Linked DNA regions of Anas platyrhynchos: region 2 is linked to region 1. Evidence: chromatin contacts called from public Hi-C data. All regions are on one chromosome and are shown on one strand. Each heading gives the region's core, a stretch centred on a gene start, on an enhancer-like site or on the middle of the called end of the contact. The rest is flanking DNA. Distances are from core to core; before and after follow the strand shown.

Region 1 (4,004 bases), core at 97-2,596:
ATGTTTCCTTAGTTATTTATTCCACAGCCCCTGTTGTAAGATACACTGAATTACAGGTTATTTTCAAAGGGTGATTATGTCTCGGATATAATGGCTACAATTCCTCTGAGCACACGAAAGAAAAATCAAGAAAAACTACGTTACTCAGAAACAATTAATACCTTCTCTTTGCTTCAGTACCCAAACTTATTAGAAGCCCATTTCAAACAGAGTGAGTTGTTAGATAGCAGCACATGACAGCACCACTACCTGCTTTGCAGTTTGTTTTTTGAATTGTCTTTGCACTTCCATAAAATTTTAAGACAATTTTATTCAAAAGAGTATTTTGGTGTTACCTTCCCCCAGAAAAATAACCCAAAGTTATTTTGGATTATCAGCTATTTATCAGCTTGTTCCTTACAGCTTATAATCATGAAAGGAGTGGACGCTTTGAACTGATACGGGTTTCTATAGCTTCTATCAACACTGTTACTACTTTCAGCAGAGGGAAAGAACAACATTTCCACCAAGTGCAGCATGATGAAAGCAACCCAGAAGCCTGGCCCTGAAATTTAGCTAGCGAGACAGAAGACTCTAAGGCCTAGATTCACTTTTCATTAGTTCAAGTACATTCTGGCCTTGCTTATGCTACAAACGTTATCTACAGCAGTATCTCCTTAGCCCGTTCCTTCCCGCAGAAGGGAATAATAAAGCGTATGTAACACACATATAGCATGCAGAAAAACACAAGGTGGCAGTATTGCATTAAAACCCAAGGACTTGCAAACTGCTCAGACTTAAAGTAGCATCAAAAACCTACCTACGAAGTACTTGCTCTCCCTCTATGGGAAGAACACATTAATATTTTAACTCAAAGCTCTGAACCAACTGATGTGTTATTTCCTGATAGTTTAAAAAACTTCAGTGTCTCCCTTCTAAAAAGTAAAGCTTGCCTAAAACTGAAAATAATTTCTTTTGTCGATTTAAATGAAGTACAAACTATGCAGCCAAGCTCAAAGAATCATCAAGTGAAGCAAATAAATACCAGACAGCATAAACAAGGCTTACCTGACGTACTGGAAAGCCCTTGTCTGAGTTCCAGGTCCATAGACCTAAAGCCAGATGAAAATTAGAGAAGTTACAGAAGTATAAAAGTCCTCTCTAGCACAACTATCTTTTCCTGACTATCCTAGTAAGAAGTCCAAAGGAAAAGCACCTGAGACACAAGCTTTGTGTTTCAGAAATGGAAAAAGATGTGTTTGCAGAGTTTTGGCAAAGCATCAATTCTTTGAAGGTCTTTTTGTTCTTGGAAGCGTCTCCAATAAATATAACCTTCTGCATCTCATTAATGCAGACTTCTGCATGTAGGAAACATTCTTAGCAGTTGAGGACAGAGTGAAGCTTTGTCCTCTGCTGGAACGCTGAAAGAGGCTGTAGCATGCACTCAACCAGAAAAGAGCACCAAATATTTAAAGCAAACCTCAGAATACTAAGATGTGGTTATGACAAGCAATTTATTTGCTCTTTAACAACGGCCAACTTCAAAGAGACCACTAAAACATTCGTGGTCTTAAAAAAAAAAAAATAGTAAAGAAAAAAATAGCAGTAAGTGTTTCAAGGAATCAGGACACCACCAAAAAAAATATCATGCAACTCTCTAAATATTACTATCTGGGGGAATGAGAGGTGGAATAATTTCTAGTGAATATGACTTCCCAAATCATCTGTACCAATTTTTTTTTCCACCCAAAATCATGGTGTGTGTGTGTGTTCTCTGGTTATGTGTTAACACTTTGGAGCAAGAAGGTTGTTTAAGTTCAAAACAGACATTAAAGCATACTTAAAATGCGCATAATAGTATCAGACTTTTTTTTTTGTTTACAGCTTAATTGTGTGCTGTACTAAACATAAATAACAAACATACTTAAATTCTGAAAGCTATGTGCAGGCATACATAAATGGCGAAAACACTTAATTTTAAGTGAGGACACATACATCTCACCACCAAACTGCTACAACAGAAAAGCTTTTTGGAAGGACAGAATTGAAAGCATGTTTATTTTCTTAGGGGACAGGAAAGACAGTTCAATTGGTATACAAGCCATCATTTGTTGCTTGTTAAGCCCACTGTCTGAGGCAGATTCAAAGTCCAAAGAATTCACATTTCGGTAGGCACTGGGTAAGATCCTGAGGACTTGGGTGTTTAAGCATTTACTTAATAATCCATTGAGAGAAATATAGCAAGAGAACACACCAACAGCTTGGTAGCCTCTCAAAGCAAACAGGAATTACATTTTGTGTACATATAAAGCTTCCTGTTTGCCTTGTTTTGGCTCATGGGGTAAGTTTTATACAACTAAGTCATTTGTGCATGATTTGTGCAAAGTCACCCAATGTGGCTACCTCTCCTACATGCAGGAAATGGCTGGAAAATACGATGCAGTTTTCCCCCGTTAGTTTCTTATAATAAATCCTTCCTTCACAACAAGAAAATGCAATGATGGGCATGTCTGCATAGGCTGTAATTTCTTAAAGGCAGGTAGTTAAAAAGACGAAGTTAAAAAGACTCTCACTTTGTGAGATCAATTTACTCCACTTGAACAACTGCTTTGAACGAAGAGATTGAGTACATGTGGTTTCTGAAAAGGTCAATACTAGATACTCCTGTCAGCCAAATTCTGTGATAATACAAGGGTATACATATTTTTTGGTCTCAACTACTGCTCCTTGATAATAATTCATTTTACTTGACCTGGTTAGCTAAACAACTCTCCTCTTCTCATGTACAGTCATTTTTAATGGCAGATAGTTACTCCCTATTGAACAATGATCCTAGGCAAAGTCCTCTATTTTATCCTCTGTTACCTTCTTGATAAAGTCTAGACAGTTTTGCAGTTACAACAGAAAAAAAAAAAAAGCCTCCCAAAGAACAGCACCGTCTCTGTCTGGACTTCATATTTAGTAATGGAGTAAATTTCTAAAAAAACAAAAAAAAACAAAAAACAAAAACCCTTCCAGGTAGTGTTTTCACTCAGTTCTAGTTACAGTAGCTCAAACTTTATGCCCTAGGACGTTATCCTGGCGGCATACAGTACTGGCAAATAAGTATATGGTTACACACACATATTTTGATACAACCAAGTCAGGAGTTGGACTCGATGATCCTTATGGGTCCCTTCCAATTCGGGATATTTTATGAGTCTATGATTCTAAGTCCTTCAACGATCAAAAGTCTCAAAGCACAAAAGCTCCATCTTCTTGTCTGCTTCCATTTCCTTATTGTCTTGCAACAAACAGAACCACCCTCAACCTGAAGCTTTTTGGAGATGCCTGAGTGGGTAAGAAAATTAAACTCTCTACAGGAATTTTTTGGATGTTTTGAGAGGGAAAATAATCCCATGTGGATTTTTGTACTGTGCACTTGCTTTGGTTTAAGTTACTGTGATAGATGTGGGCAGTTTGATATGAAGTCTGATGGACTGCCTGCTGCACTGTAACGTCAGAAGGATCACATCAAGAAAGGACTGGTTCAGGGACTTGCTTTTTACATACATTTCTCCTATCCCACAAAGCATTACAAATCAGTCCCAAATCTAGGGCACCATCAAACAGATGGAAAGAACAAAGCAGTTTTCAGGCAACTAATTACCCTGGTGGTATGGTGGCTGGCACAACATTCATGTTTGAAAAATGTATTTCTGTCAAAGCCTTGCATTTTTCATCAATAACTAGTTGTTCCTGAGACACAAGGAATGAAATTTTGAATGCTGCAAGCAAAAACAAAAAGGAAGCATCCCTTTAATTTCTTCTAGACAGACAGCCTTGCTAACGGATCCTCCAATCCCAAAGCTTACTAATTAATACACACCCTCAGTCTGGGCAAATTTACTGCCTGGAAAAACATTTATTCCCAAATAAATTACAGCAGCTGTGCTAATGTACAGACAGGAAATGGAGTCTCACTATATCATAATTCACTTCATTCTTGCCATGATCTGAGGTGTGTGTGGGGGATCAGAATTTAT
Region 2 (4,385 bases), core at 1,090-3,589, 56 kb after region 1:
TTGTAGAACCTGCAAGGTGTGTGATGGCAACACTGTCTATCACTGCTCCCAGCTCCCCATTTCCCCACTGCACCACCTCACAGCTGGGCCAAAACATCTGTCTGAACGTCCACTGGGAGCTGGTTATAACATAAAAGGGAAGGCAACACTGCCAGGTGACATAACCCAGACTGGTTCCTTTACTTGATGCACAGGACAGGAGTTTTAAGCCCTTGTACATGGAGGAGACTGGAGGGAAGTGAGAGATGCGGAGCAGGGACACCTAAGCCAGCCCAGGCATCCAACACCACAAGCTGTGAACCTACCAAGAGAGCCACCCGACTCTCGACAGCGAAAGAGCTGAGAGCCTTTCAACCACTTGTAATAAGCTCTTGCCATAATTTGCTAGCTCCCATGAAGAAGTTCTTCAAGCACATTTTTAACAAATTTGCATTCAAAGCAGAAGCTTTATATGAAGTAAGGCGCTCTTCCAAAATACATTCTCCAAACACTCTCCCAGGTTTTCACACACAAACTAACCAAATGGCACTATCAGAGAACTACCTCCTAGTTCATAAAAAATTAAGGTACTTCCAAGTATTTAATTCCCTGAAACATAATGTGCTCCAAACCTGATTCCCCATGCGCTAACACTGAATGGAAAATCATTGGAAGGATGTGCACAGCCTGAAAACACTTAGTCATTTGGAGAGCACTTGAGAAAAGAAGGAATGTATAAGTGCCAGCACATACACCTACACCACGAGCTCAGTTTTCTCAAATTCTATGCTATTTTAGCCTCGCGTTATCTGACAGCATGCAGAGAACAGTGATGATTCAGTAAGATTGCCAGGAGTACACTGTCAGGATAGGGGGTTGGGATCCCACTCATTCCCACAGGAAAGATAACAGAAAATAGTCTCTCTACAATCTATTAGATCAGTGGCATCTCTGCCAGCATAACATACTATGCTGAAGGCACCAGAGCCGTAACTAATGATTTTACTACACTGCTAGTGAAAAGATGGAAAAGCACAGCAACTACACGGTAGATTTGCAAAAGCAGATTCCAGCCAGACACCAATCTACTCCCTTTTTAAGCTACTCGTTGCCACACTGATCTGCAGTCCTTCTCCTGATTTTTAACCCCTAAGAATCACCAGAAATGTGCACTGAGAAGACTTCTATGACGTACAGCAAAAATCAAATGGCAGTGTTTCCCTTCCTTAAGGCTAGCTTTTCCCCAGAAAGCAAACGTTGTTACTGTCCACAGATCTAATCAACAGCCAGGTCCCAGTGGCCATGCCAATTGCCACTGATCCCCGGTATTTACAGAGCAGCCTAGTGACTTTGTTTTCATATTAAGTTTCATTTCTGGCAAGATATCAAACCTTTTCAAAATAAGAACAGACACTGAGCCGTTCCGGCTTTAGTATGCAGGGAACCTGAAGTCACTCGGACAAACTGTCCTAACAGTCAGGTCTGGCGTATAATTGCAACAATTACAGCCGTAGGTAAATAACGAGGTCTGGCAAACAACGGCAACATATGGCAGCAAAGGGAATTCCCGTCTTGTGTTTGTGGGGTAGAAACAGCACCTTTTTTTCGGAAATGCTGTAAGTTGTAGCTCTCCGTGCTCCCAAACATGCAGAGAGGGTCCTAAAAACACCTCGCAGGCACCCACCCCCGCTCCATTGCACGTGTTTGAGAGCATCGGGCAGGCTGCTTGGCTCCAGCCACGCTGCCAAAGCTCCCCAGCTCCCTCCCCACAAAGCGCTGCCTACCCCAACCGCCTGAAAACACCCGGGCCAGCCCCAAACACGCCGCAAACGCCACGAACCCGGGCGGAGGGCGAGAGAGCCCGAAGCCTGACTCCCGCCTCGCAGCCCCCGCCGCCAGCAGCCCTGTCAGCGCTGCCCCCAGCCCCTTCCCCAGCACTTTCTGCGCCTCCCCTCGGCCTCCGCAGCCAGGCAGCCACCGGCCAAGCCCCCCGGGGGGGACAGGACGCGAGGCACGACCCCGCCGCCTCCCCTCAGCCCCGCGGCGGACAAAGGGCGAACCCCCCCCCCCCCGGCCGCGCTCCCCTCAGTAACGGCTCCCCCCAGTAACGGCCGCCCCCAACGGCCGCCCCCAACGGCCGGCCGCTCGCCCTCCCGCTCACTCACAGGCGACGTACGCGACGAAGGCGAGCCCCGTGAGCAGCTTCATCCTCCTGCGGTTGATGGCGGTCAGCAGGCGCAGCAGCGGCCCCTTGCTCACCATGCCCGGCGGCGCGCAGCCTGCTCGGCCGGGCTCGGCTCCGCTGCCCGGGAACCGCCCGCGCAGGCGCAGCGGCGCCCCCCCCGCCCGCCTTCCCCTTCCCCCGCTCTGGCGGCCAACGGCTGTCATGGCGCATGCGCCGCGGGGCTGAGGGGAAGGAAGGGGGGGAGCGCCCGCGTGCCTCATGGTGGCCCCGTGTGGGTGGCTTCGCGGCCCTGTGGGTGACCTGGTGGTCGCTGACAGGCCTGGATGTACGCAAGCATGGCCCAGCTGTGTGTCTCTCTGTTCCCTGCAGTGCATTCTGAAAGCTTCTTCATGTCTCCTCGTCGTGTTCTTTTCCTATCTCCACACATCTCTCATCTGTGGTACGTGTAGAGCACTCTGCATTTGCTTCCCCCGAACAAACAGTTAATATTGAGTCGCATTTGTTCAGGATAATGAGATTTAAACTACCCTAAAACAGCCTACATGTCCCCCTAAACTTCCACCTTGCAGCCTGTTGCAAAGTGCTGATCTATATTTGTCTGTAATGGCAGGCACCTTTCTCACATGTCAAAATATGTTCTCTCAATAAAATACACTTAATCTGAAAAAAAATCTGACAAAAAACAGCCTCCCCACTCAGTGCTATGACCTTCAAGCAGTTACTGAAGGATATTCTTTCTCACGTTCATCACCCACAGGAGAAAACTACGAGAATGAGTGTTCTTGAATTCAGTGATTAGTTTCAATCATTTACTGTTTCTACATTGCATGCAAAAATGCAGCTGTTTGCACCAAAGGAACTATGACCTCTGTGAAGCAAAAACCCACCCACTGAACGAGAGTTTAACCCCTCCTTGTTATGAAGGGTAAAAAGTGTGAGAAGTTGAGCAGATGTGTAAGACTTTGAAGGATAAGCGCAGTAAGATGCTGTTCAAGGTGACAAAGAATATCACCCTGTACCACAGCGAGGCAGTGACTTTATACAGGAAGCCTCAAGAATCAAAATTTCCTAACTCCTAACCCTGGTTGCTGTTAGTATAAAGCCACTCCTTTCCTCTTGGCTTTTGTCTCCTCTGATTTCTATTTGAAATACTTTACTTGCATGCTTATTCCACTGCTTATATCTATGTGGAGAAAAGGGTGTAAAAATAAAAATCATCTAAAACACAATCTAGGGCTGAATTTATCCGCAGAGCAATCACTCAGATAATAACGCAGCTTTATACCAGGAGTAAATTTGGCCATCAAAAAGCTGTAGCTGAACAGTGCTGCATGAAAGCTAGAGAATATTACAGGAGTATGACTGCATCCATTTTATGAGGTGAGCCCGGCAGCTCAGACTCACTTTGTTTTCAGACAGAATTTTGAATAATGGCATCCACATGCACAGCTCCTATTCCACATACCTTTAGGGATAGGCGAGACGTTTTTAAGTGCCTTGCCTGAAGCTCAGCTGCACAATCCATGACTCTATCAGACTGCCTGCGTAAGGCACCTTGTTTGGCACCATGTGCAGCGTTCAGGCTAATTCTGCTGCAGAAGCGTGTTGAGACTGGCTGCAGTCCGTGAAGATGGGAAAAGGAGAGTAAGGGAACAGAATGTGCTCCGTGGAAGGTTGTGATGGAGGAGACTTGAACCCCATGGGAGGCAACCTGACCATGCTCTCTAAAGGACAAGCTTTTTGTCATGCAATGCACCAGGGCCAGCTGTGTCCTTGTCATTCCCAGAGTGAGACAGAGCATGTCTAACTTAACATAGGCTGCAGGAGAGTGTGTTTAAATCCCTCTTACCTCAACTATAACTATAGGCACGTGTATTATAAAAGCTATAAAGTTATCCATCCACACAATAGACAGCAGCAGAGATGCTTATTTCAGGATACAGCTGGTCACAGTCCCAACCTTGTGGCAAAAACTGGCACTGATAGCAGAGGTCTTGGTATACAGCAGCTGCTAACTGTGCCAAGAGAAAAACTGAGGGACGATACTCTTTTAGGTGCTGACTCTTATGAGTGTGCTGTGCATCATGAAGCAGGCATCCTTCTGCCTTAAGTCATTATCTTTGCCAGGCTGACAGCATGACCTCAGCTAATGGCAATCATCTCTTGGCTAGTGTGCAAGCAATAAACCCTGTCTCCTACACTGCAGCTTTCATCTTTAGTT

Evidence for each region. Hi-C and Micro-C count contacts between places; a contact is called where the count stands out from the background.
Region 2: a Hi-C map of F1 follicle shows a contact between it and region 1, with 2.2 times the contacts expected there. The contact joins the promoter of UXS1 here to the enhancer-like site in region 1. A contact is called at or near these places in 4 of 8 Hi-C or Micro-C datasets (F1 follicle, liver and skeletal muscle).

Annotation. Positions count from the first base shown.
Region 1 is chr1:142,881,570-142,885,573 of IASCAAS_PekinDuck_T2T, forward strand. It overlaps UXS1 (UDP-glucuronate decarboxylase 1), which reads right to left. Exons shown (of 15, transcript XM_027445224.3): 11 at 1,048-1,091. Among named protein-coding and RNA genes, the nearest start is that of ECRG4, 18 kb to the left of the region's middle. Within about 2 kb of position 1,347, at least 3 of the 8 cell types and tissues checked have an H3K27ac peak or open chromatin away from gene starts, as enhancers often do. A contact at or near this core is called in F1 follicle, where this site is marked.
Region 2 is chr1:142,936,458-142,940,842 of IASCAAS_PekinDuck_T2T, forward strand. It overlaps UXS1 (UDP-glucuronate decarboxylase 1), which reads right to left and starts at 2,340. Exons shown (of 15, transcript XM_027445224.3): 1 at 2,145-2,340. The coding sequence starts at 2,241.